Linked DNA regions of Rattus norvegicus: region 2 is linked to region 1. Evidence: chromatin contacts called from public Hi-C data. All regions are on one chromosome and are shown on one strand. The core of a region is the stretch at or near the end of the contact, and the rest is flanking DNA. Distances in the headings are between cores, read along the strand shown. Region 1 holds the start of Nat3 (N-acetyltransferase 3). Region 2 has its middle 33 kb from the start of Nat2.

Evidence for each region. Hi-C and Micro-C count contacts between places; a contact is called where the count stands out from the background.
Region 2: a contact with region 1 is called in a Hi-C map of the A7r5 cell line, with 2.6 times the contacts expected there. The contact joins the enhancer-like site here to the promoter of Nat3 in region 1. A contact is called at or near these places in 3 of 12 Hi-C or Micro-C datasets (the A7r5 cell line, frontal cortex and liver).

Annotation. Positions count from the first base shown.
Region 1 is chr16:26,939,838-26,945,298 of GRCr8, forward strand. Nat3 (N-acetyltransferase 3) reads right to left here and starts at 2,805. Exons shown (of 2, transcript NM_001013052.2): 1 at 2,645-2,805.
Region 2 is chr16:27,035,282-27,040,733 of GRCr8, forward strand. No RefSeq gene overlaps it. Among named protein-coding and RNA genes, the nearest start is that of Nat2, 33 kb to the left of the region's middle. Within about 2 kb of position 1,575, at least 4 of the 93 cell types and tissues checked have an H3K27ac peak or open chromatin away from gene starts, as enhancers often do. A contact at or near this core is called in the A7r5 cell line, where this site is marked.

The sequences.
Region 1 (5,461 bases), core at 1,555-4,054:
CCAAATATCTCAGGGCCACTTTCTTAAGGTCAGTGTCACAGTAACTGCTTCTGGAAAGTCAACAGTGATGCCATCTGGTGGCCCGGATGTTAAAGATGTGGCCATTCCTGATGCTGAAAGAAAGAGAACAGAGAAAAGAGGAGCATTCATTCTTGAAGCCTAAAATGCAGTGGACTTTCCTTTGTCTTTGAAGTTGCTTAGAGCATCCTAATTCTTTCTCTCCTTTTTAAAATGGGAGTGTCTACATTTTCACTCTTTGTGCAGAAAGCAGACGATCTGATTGTATGGGTTTATGACTGAACTGAAATTTTGTGTCAGGTAGAATCATACCTCAATGCTACCCACATTGTAGACGATATCTAAGTCACACTGGACTTAGCTTTGATTTGGGCATGCGTTGAGAGTTCTGTAGATACTAGAATATGGGGAATAGGTTTTGTAAACAAGAAGATAATGAATTTGGGACAAGTGCTAGAGGGCAAAATATCATAGGTGGAATTATGACCATGCTCAAACACAAGTGCTGAAGTCCTAACCCAGCCCCAGCCCACCTTAGAAGCTGATGATATTTGATTTAGATCTTTAAAGAGAAAACTAAGATGAGGACGATGCTTCTTATTTAGCCCTCATAAGGAAATAAAACCACATATAATAGGAAACTACCACTTGAAATAGCCATCATAACAATGCAAAGCTCGTTCTGCGTATTTGGCCTCACAGAATCATCTGGGTCCTAAGATACTGCTGACATCCACCTTTTTCATTAAACTAGCCCATCAGCTTGAAATCTTGAAATCTCGGCTTACTGAGAAGCTGGGTACAGAAGAAAGAACCAACTCAGCTTTGACTTTAGAAATGGCTGCTAATCCTTCCATCAGTAAACATGCATTCTCCGTGACACCAGTGTTCCCAGGCTTCTGCTCACTGTATTATTGATACCTCATGGCCTGATTAACTATTAAAATATTTAAATGAGTCCCAGACTCCAGTTTCCACTTAATAAGAATGTAGCATTTTAAAGTCCTTTCTGTACAGGGAAGACAGAATCCAATGATTAGAAAGCAAGTGGTGAGCTTAGCCACTGTTGAGATGAGTGTTCACGCGGATGAAGAATTTATTGGCAGCTTCCCAGAGGGAGAGTGCTAGGAGCTATTCTGGCTGAGAAGGGGTGTGTGTCCTTGGTTATGAATCAAGTTTTAACCCTTGCTAGCTGGCTAGGATCAAAGCATTTTGTGAGTCTTCATTTTGTTTGTTAAAATAAGCCCCATAATTATTGGTCTATAAAATTAGTCCGTTTTGGTGCTACCTAGCAGGAAGATTGGAGGGTTTGTCTTACGTTTGATGTAGAGTTTACAGTTCTTTATCAATGTTGGCCAATTAGAACAACCTCGTATACATGATGCTTGTTTCACAGGCAATTTTGCTCTGAGTGTAATGATCATTTCTTGTGCCACGTTTGATATATTAAGTGTGTTTGTGTGTGTGTATATGTGCGTGTATGTACATGCACATGCATGCGTGCCACATATGTAAGTGCCCACAGTGTCCAGAAGAGGGCATCAGATCCCCTGAATTTGGAGTTACAGGTAGTTGTGAGCCATTTGGTATGGGTACTAGGAACTGAACCTGGGTCCTCTGGAAGAGCAGCAAGGGTTCTTAAGCTCTGAGCCACCTCTCCAGCCTCCATATATGATCTTTCCTCACTTAGATTAATATTTGGAAGTTGATTCATAGTGTGGCTGGTATAGCACATACCTTTAGCTGATTAAAATTGAAGAATTTAATACCTTTAGTCATATATCCATGTAAGGAAGATGCACTCATTTTTCTATCTCTCAATCAGGGTGTGCTTAACACTCAATAAAAGCAAGAACCTCCTCACATAGGAGTGGGAGATTACACAAAGCAAGCAGGTACACAGCACCCCAGTATGGGTCTGTAATCACCACACATATTAAATGCAATTGGATTACTGGAGAAGGAGCTGCAATTTCTGCCTGGGAGACCAGGAAAGTGTTTTCACAGAAAATACATATTTTTGTGTAAATATGAAAACAGCTTTGAACTTATTTGTATTTTTCTGTTCCCTTGCTGTCTCCTTCATGTTAGAAAAACAAGTCAGAATCAAGAATGAGGAGCGAGTTGGATGAGGAGAGATGGGTGGAGGGGCTGCAGTCTGGAGGCGGCATTCTGGGAAGTTATGAGAGAGGATATAAATGTGGATAAGGGCCAAGTTTGATTTCAGGTTTCAGACAGCTTGGCTCATAGTAATCCTCAGAGCTCAGATGTCACCTTCCCGTGGAGCAGCCTGTGAGGTGCCAGTCAGAATTAATCCTTGTCCTCTGCCCAAGATGGAATAATGCGTGTGTGACAGTAAGCAACAAATGTTCTGAGGCAGCAGAGCGCGTGGCCCCCTCTCGGTTTCCTCTCAGGAGAAGTCGCGTTTGCTTTTTTAGTTCTCATCTCTCACGGGACCCAACTCAGGAAGTCTAAGCTGAGGCTATTTGATCATGCCACCATATAGGATATAGGTGGACCACCCGGGGCTACCCACAGTGCGGAGTTGAAACAATGTTAGGAGTTGAAACAATGTTAGGAGTTCGCAGTGTATTGAGAGAGGTGATTTTCGGTATCTTAGGCTCACTAGCTGCGTACTCTCTGAGTGGGTGACAGCCAAGCCTGTCCATCTGATACGATCCTTTCATGTCCGGGTTCCCTGAAGGCTGGCAGTTCTTGTGACAAGACGCTGAAGTGCAGCAGCCCTGCAGGCTCCTCTATGGCATTCGTCCACAGTCTGGTTTCAGTCTAAGGATTAAAAACCTTCTACACAGTATCTACCGACTCCTTTCCCTTAAAGGTGGGTTCAGCACAGGCACCTTGGTGTCCATTTCCCCCAGTCAGAACTCTCAGGGGAGGCTGACCTTGTTTAATACATGGCCCATACGAGGCAGCTTCCTTCTCTCTTTTTACTGCGTCTTAAGTCGCCCCTTCCCAGCAGTGCTGTCACACAGAGCACTGTGGGTAGCCCCGGGTGGTCCACCTATATCCTATATGGTGGCATGATCAAATAGCCTCAGCTTAGACTTCATTTAATCCTCTACCTGTTTAGGAACAGATCCTCTTCCTGGCTCTGGGTTTGTGGATAGGACAAGAAAAGTGACAATTATCTAACATCATCATGGTAAGGGCATGACCTGGAGATCTCAGAACAGAAATTTAGTTATGTGCCTGTGCATTTCTCATTTATTATGCACAGCTCATGAGTCAGGTTGTGGCTGCAAGAGCTAGAGAAACCCCACATTCCCAACAGGTTGCGATCTGGTTGAGACGTGGGCAGACAGCTTGGTAATGAACACAGTCATTTCAGAACTCTTTGTTGCAGTGGATGAGAGCTGACCATGCTGATGGCTCCTCAGGGGATTTATCTTTGGAGCTACCCCTCCCTCTGCTCCTGGCACCACCCGGAATTATCTGGGAATCTGTGTGCTAGGACATTCTTTCGACAAAGGCCTGAAAGTAAGTCAGCTTCTAATGATTTGAGAGCTGACTTGAGCTCTGATTATCTGCCTTTGGGTCTACATTACCTATGCTCCCTACTTATCCTATCTTGCTTCACTACTTGGTCAAAACAAAATGAGGTCCCTTTCCTGGAAAGGTGTTCCTTACCTACCTGCCCTATCGCATCCCCTGCCTCCTGGAGTGTGCAGTAGGACTGGGATACACCAAGAACACAGGCATCCTCGCCTGCTTCTTTGCTCTTACCTTCTTTACCCAGCTGGATGTTTACTGCCATAGCCTCTTTCTAGCGCTCCTTTTGCAGTCCTCTGTAACTAGCTGATAGCAGAAACCACCAGGTTCATTAGCATCTCTTTCTGTGCCTTGTTCTTCCACTTCTAAAACTATAAATCTGGTGGCTGGAGAGCCAATGGACGTGCAGTGTCTTGTGGCTAATGGATACAGATTGTGTTCTCTGATCAGTGGGAACTGTCACAGGGAAGAAATGTACGTATCTGTTCATTTTGGAGTGGAAGGGGACCATAGCAATCCTATGTCTATGCGTTGTTGAGAAGAAAGAAATTCCAAGATGAAATGCCCACTTGTATCTAGAATCAAATGGACTTAGCTGGCCTTTTGTTCTAAATAGCTTTGGCGGTTAGACTGTGGTGGAGAGCAGGTGACTTCCCTGTGGTAGATAACTGTTAGACCTATGCCCCCATGCCGGAGGTGACCCGTCCGAGACTGGTCATGATCATGGATGGTGAGAGACCATGAATATAAGCAGCTTTCTTGCTGTCATGCTGAGACACTTTCATGAGGAGAAGCAGCAGATTGATGGAGGTCAGAAAGTCGCATCAGCAACAGAGATAACAATAGCAATGGACATCTGCGTCTGCGTGTGTCTAAAAATCATGTCTGACTGAGAAGCAAAATAAAAAGTTGGTGTGTGTGTATGTGTGTGTTTGTGTGTATATGTGTGTTTGTGTATGTGTGTGTGTGGTGTTTGTGTGTGTGTGTTTGTGTGGTGTTTGTATGTCTCTATGTGTGTGTGTGTATGTGTGTATGTATGTATGTGAGTCTCTATGTTTGTGTCTGTGTATCCGTGTATCTGAGTGTCTGTGTGTCTGTGTGTCTGTGTGTATCCAAAAATCATGTCTGACTGAGAAGCAAAATAAAAAGTTGGTGTGTGTGTTTGTGTGTGTGTGTTTGTATGTGTGTGTGTGGTATTTGTGTGTGTGTGTTTGTGTGGTGTTTGTGTGTCTCTGTATGTCTCTATGTGTGTGTGTTTGTGTGGTGTTTGTGTGTCTCTGTATGTCTCTATGTGTGTGTGTATGTGTGTGTGCGTGTCTGTGTGTGTCTGTGTATGTATGTATGTGAGTCTCTATGTTTGTGTCTGTGTGTCTGAGTGTGTCTGTGTGTCTCTGTATGTCTCTATGTGTATGTGTATGTGTGTGCATGTCTGTGTGTGTCTGTGTATGTATGTGAGGCTCTATGTTTTTGTCTGTGTGTCTATGTGTCTGTGTATCTGAGTGTGTCTGTCTGTGTATCTGACTGTGTCTGTGTGTCTGTCCAAAAATCATGTCTGACTGAGAAGCAAAATGAGAAGTTGGTGTGTGTGTGTGTGTGTATGTGTTTGTATGGTGTGTTTGTGTGTCTCTATGTGTCTGTGTCTGTGTGTGTCTCTATGTGCGTGTCTGTGTCTCTGTGTGAGTCTGTGTGTATATCTGTGTGTGTATGTTGTGAGTCTCTATGTCTGTGTGTCTCCATGTGTGTGTGTTGTGTGTCTGTGTGTCTGTATGTGTCTGTATATGTATGTATGTGAGTCTCTATGTCTGTGTGTGTGGAGAGATGTGTTTTAGTAGGTAGGAGATATTTGTCAATGCTTTCTAAGTCCTTGTATAAAAGGAATGCAGGTTGATTTCACTTGTAAATGAGACTAGAGCATCAGAATAGGTGACATTGG
Region 2 (5,452 bases), core at 325-2,824, 94 kb after region 1:
GTGTGCGTGTGTGTGTGTGTGTGTGTGTGTGTGTGAGAGAGAGAGAGAGAGAGAGAGAGAGAGAGAGAGAGAGAGAGAGAGAGAGGCAATCGCCAATATTATTATTCTTGTCTGTCTTTATCTATGTGGAAGCTAGAGGTTGACATGGAATGTCAGAATTTCTCTCTAACTATTCCTCATTTTTGGAGATGAGTATGCTTTAGTTATTTTTCTATTGTTGTGAGGAGACACCATGATCAAAGCAACTTAAAAGACATTTATTAGGACTCACGGTTCCAACGGGTGAGAGTCCATCATCACAGCAGGGAGCATGGTGGCAGGTAGGCAGGCCTGGGCTGGAGCAGCAGCTGAGAGCTCACAGCCTGATCTGATAGAGAAGCAGGTAGGGAAAGGGAGCAAGAGTGGGGCTAAGTGGGAATGTTTTTGAAACACACCCTCAAATGACACATCTCCTCTAACAAGACCACAGTCATTTTCCAAACAGTTTCACCAACTGCAGACCAAGGGCTCAAAATTATGAACCTATGGTAGAGGGGAGGCATTCTCATCCAAATGACCAAAAAGAGTCATGAAAATATATACTGAACATCACAGATGACATGGGGCTGGGGCTGAGCCTGGGCTCGGTGTATGCTGTAGTAGTAATAATAGTAATTCCGTACTTTGATGTCTGACCTTTTAGTTCACTGAGTACAGTCTCTCTGTTGCAGCATCCAGACTGTGTTTTGACATTCTGTGCTAGGCTGTCCTGAGGTATGGATGATGCTGCCTGGTACTGTGGATATAAAACTGACACTTGCTGACAGTGACTGGATCTTGCCATTGCCCCCAGGTCCCAGTTTCTGCCGGCTGTAGCACTGATTTCCTAGCACCAGGCATCTCCCTCCCACCGGAGCACATTTCTCAGCATTTGTTGTCATCTTGTACATTGCCAATATCAAAGTAAATCGTTCACCTGTATTTGAGTGAGGGGGTCTTCCAAGGTGGATGGACCTAAATAGTTACCTCCACCAGAAAAAACTGGGTCCTCTGTGACCAGTATTAGGTCACAATGTCATAATTCAGGAGACAGGAAGGGCTGAAGTTATGGTTATGCAGCAGAACACTTGCTTATACTGCATATGCAAAGCCCTGAGTTTGCTCTACACTACCACCACACCACTAGCAGCAAAGAAGAGTAAGTACGTTGTTCTGACACTCCCTCTCTGCCAAATTTATTTACATATTTCTATTTTGCTATTACACCTTCAGTTTCCTTAGAAAACGTTGTTCTTTCCCTTTTCTAGTGCTGACAGAAAAGTTCCACGGGACTGTGTGTCTAAGGGACCCAGAAGAGAAAGAACAGTGTATAATTTAAAAGATATTGTGCTACCATAATTAGAACAATGAATTAGAGAATTATTAGGGAATTTTCGTATGACTGCTTACATGACATTATGTCTGCTTCCAGGACCCGATTCTTAGTGTTCTTTATGCTGTTCATGGCTAAACTCTCCTAAAAGGTCACTGTAAACAGAGACAGAAGTTAGGGCAGTTGCTAAGGCCATCAGAATTCCCAGCGTGCACTCACGGAGGCTGCATTCCACAGTAGAGAGGCAGGGTTTAAACAGAGTGTCAGTCAGCTTTCTAAATCAGTTTGCTCATGAATCAGATTCAAGGAGACTTGGCACAAGTATTCTCTTTCTTATTAGCCCAGAACAACAAATGACCTCTCATTTTTCTCTCTCCCTCCTAAACTTTATTTTTTTAAAAAAAATGAAGGAATAAAAACATAACAAAAGAAGCTGTTGGAATATTGATCCAAAGCTTTAGGCAATACATAAAGATAGAGATAAATCTTACTGAAGCATGACGACTTTCCTCCAGGACTTGTTTTGAAGGAGGTGGGAGGACTGAAATAATACAAAGCCATGTTTATTAGGAAGCAAAAGAGTACTCCATCTTATGCATAGCTTTACCTCCAAACCCTCAGTTCAGTTGTAATAAAGACATCTAGCTTGTTTGGCCCTCTCCATATCCAAACAGATTTTTCCATTCCAAGAAGATGGGGAAGCATCTTCACTAAACTGGAAGCTGAAGGCGGCACACATACCCCCTTGAAGATTATATGGTAGGAATATGGACCAGAGACTTAGGCTCAGCCAGTCTAATGACATGTTAGTGGTTCAGAATCTAGAGAAGAGATACAAGAGACGGTGAGTCTTCCCAAGGCTGTTGTAGTAAACCTGGTAAGCTTTGGGAAAGGAAGGATCTGAGTCCACCCTCGGTGTGACTGACTGTCCACTGAATGACTTGAACCAACTGATCTTTGCTAAACATTTCATTTTTATATCCTTGCTTTGATATCGAGTCTTCCTGTTGATTTCAACAGCTCAAAGTCACCCACCTGCCAAGTTTGACGAGAGAATGGAAAGCTAGAGGCTCTCCAACGACAGAAACCAGCCTGCTAACTCCTTTGCGGATTCAAATGAGCCCAAAGGACAGGCATTGCTATGTAATTAAGTCTTAACAGTGTAGTCACAGTTCTCCATTGTCTTTCCTGTCTTAAGTATTAAGATTTTAGGGCAGGGATAGAAGGCAATTGCATTCCTTTAAAAGGTCTGGTCTTAATGTGGATAAGGGATTCCAGAATGAACCTTTTTCTGTGCTTGGGGCTTGAAGAAAAATGACTAAAAATTAGAGGGGCTAAAAAATACATTCTTTGAATTACAATTTCCTGATTTCTTTCACAATAAATTACTTGTATGTTTAAATAAACAGAATCATATAGATAGTTGGAGCTTAGAAGCCCGATTATTATTAAAATGGCACGAGGCTGTCATGTTTTGGAGCAATCCAACATGGCATGCATGTCCTCAAACTGAATGTGCTTTATCTTTCAGGATGAGTGTTTTCAATGCATGAGCTTTGCCAACGCCCCTCAACCTGTTTGTTGAAGGAAGGACCATGCTGAGAATCTGTAACAGTGTGTTATTTCTTCACCCATTCGTGCATACGGGCTTGGAGCTCCTTGAGAGTTAAACCCATGGTGCTTGGCTATAACCTGCTAGCTCTCTTCCCCACTTCCCTCAAGAACCCTGTGCTGGCAGTCAGGGTTAGCATCCGTTGTCTATTTGACACACCTGGAAAGAGGCACACTAAGTGGCTTTCCTGTAAGTGCTTGGGAGAGGGGGGTTCATTTTTATTACTATTATGATCATTGACCCACATTAATTATAGGGAATTTCCATACTAATATACACAAGGCGATAGGGCCATCATCCTTCTGCAACCCCTTCCCTTCTTTCCTCCCCTAACGCTATTCTGTGTCCCTCAAAGATGCTCATTTTGTTTCTATCATGGTTCCTTTTGGGAAGACAGTGGCACAGTGAATGCAGAGAGCAGAGTCCCTGTGGTGCTGAAGACCCTGTCCCCATGGTGGCTGCAGAGACCACAGGACTTCTTTATGCCCTGTAGACCCATCCCACACCCTTCCTGAGGTTCTACTTTCTATGCATTGTTTAGAGATCTTGAGATTTTTCTAGCAGGGATCTGGGAAAATGAAATGCAATTACTTCTTGATAGCTGCACTAAAGAATCAAGCTGCTCTGTACCTTGGTGTGTTCTCTTCTCTTTTCTTGGAAAAAAAAAGCAGTGGTCCAGAGTTAACAGAATGAGCATTTGTTATTTTGAAGTAGTTTGTTTTTCCTCTGAAAAAAAAGAAAGGAAAAAGAAAAAGGAAAAGGAAAAAGCATTATTAGTCCAGTATTTCTGTTGCTTGGTAGCTTGTTCAAAGATCTCTCGATGTGATTGGCTGATTGGGTTTCTTCACAGTCTCATGTAGCTCATACAGGCCTCAGACTTGGTACATAGCCAAGGCCAGTCCATCTATCACTGTGCTGGGCTTGCAAGTGCTGGATTACAGATATGTAGCTCTAAGCTTGGCTTTTACAAACCTTTCCATGGATCTATCTGGCTGCCCACATGACCCTGGGTGACTACCACTCAGAGCAGGGTCACAGCATGGAAGGATGACTCTTGGTTTTATATCAGGGTATCTTGTTTAGCATTTGATGGCCCCATGATGAGCAAACAAATGCTATTGGCAGTATTGGAAGAAATTACAGATCTGAGATGAAACATTTCCAAGTTCTCTAGCATTGTCTTCGGATATTTGGAGACATAGAGAATTAAGAACTGTTAGAGCTAAGATAGAATTCAGTCAAGGATGATAAAATCTCCCTCCATAATTTTATTTATAAAAACTGAGGCATTTGGTGATGAGGTGATATAAGCAACGTTGAAAATTATTTCTAACTTACTTCTGAACTCTTAGGCCTGTGCCTCACCCATCTTAAGCAGCTGAGTCCTTTGTGTGGTAACTTGAAGCATCCCCTAAGTAGCTCTATATTTGATAGCTGTATATTTGAAGGAAAGATACAAGCAAGAGTAATTTCCGTTCACAATGAAACATGAGACGGACATTTTCAGGGCCCCAATTCTCAGCATTAAGCCATTTCTTCAACAATTATGCTTTGGGAGACTTCATATACCATCCTTCAAAACCCTGTTAGATTGGCAGAGTTAAGTGAAGGGTTAAAAACAATTCGTTGCTACTGGAAAATGCTGAAAGATGAACAGAAATAAACTGTGACGTACATGGGGATTTCTTCCCAGGTTTCCAGGTTGCTAGATGAGTCTGTCTACCTCTGCTGACACCTAGTGTTGCATTGAGTGGTTGGCACAGAGGAGCTCTTAGAAGAACCCCAATGGAGGGGAGATACTAGTCAAGGATCTGTGAACTGACAGTGTATTTATTCACTAGTGAGACAAAGAATCCTGAACAATAAATTGGAGTTTATTCTAGTCCTAAGGTTACCGTGCATATGTGCTCCTCCAATAGTTCACATGAAGATGTCTGTGAGAGCTCATTAACAATGGTCTCTGGAGGCTGTGTATGGTAAGCCATCACTTTGATTCCCTGACAAAGATTATCAAAAAGGGATAAGGGGTGGGGGTTGTTAATGGTCTCTCACAGAATCTTTCCACCAACTTTTATACCTATAAGTGTAATGTTAAATCAATAGAAAGAGAAGTATAAAGAAAAAGAAAAGAAAAGAAGAAAAAAAAGAAAGAGAAACAACATAAAGGTTTACACTTCACTAGTCACCTTCCTTTTGCACCAGCTCTGGAGGTTACCAGGAGACACTGTCTGCTTTAAAATAACCTTCCGAGGCAGATAAAAATAACCAGGCAGTTTCTGGTATGTGCAAGAAGGGCTTAAGGTCTGTGAGGGTTCTGGCTTTGCTCTTTCTTTTTTCCTGAGAATTCAGTTATTCTAGTCAATCTGACAAAATCTTTCTGAAAGGAAGGCGAGCAGAGTGGGTTTCCGGAAAAAAGCAAATATCCCAATGCCAACAGAGCCAGGTGTACAGCAGGGTTGCTAAGCAACACGTCTCTAGATGACAGCTTC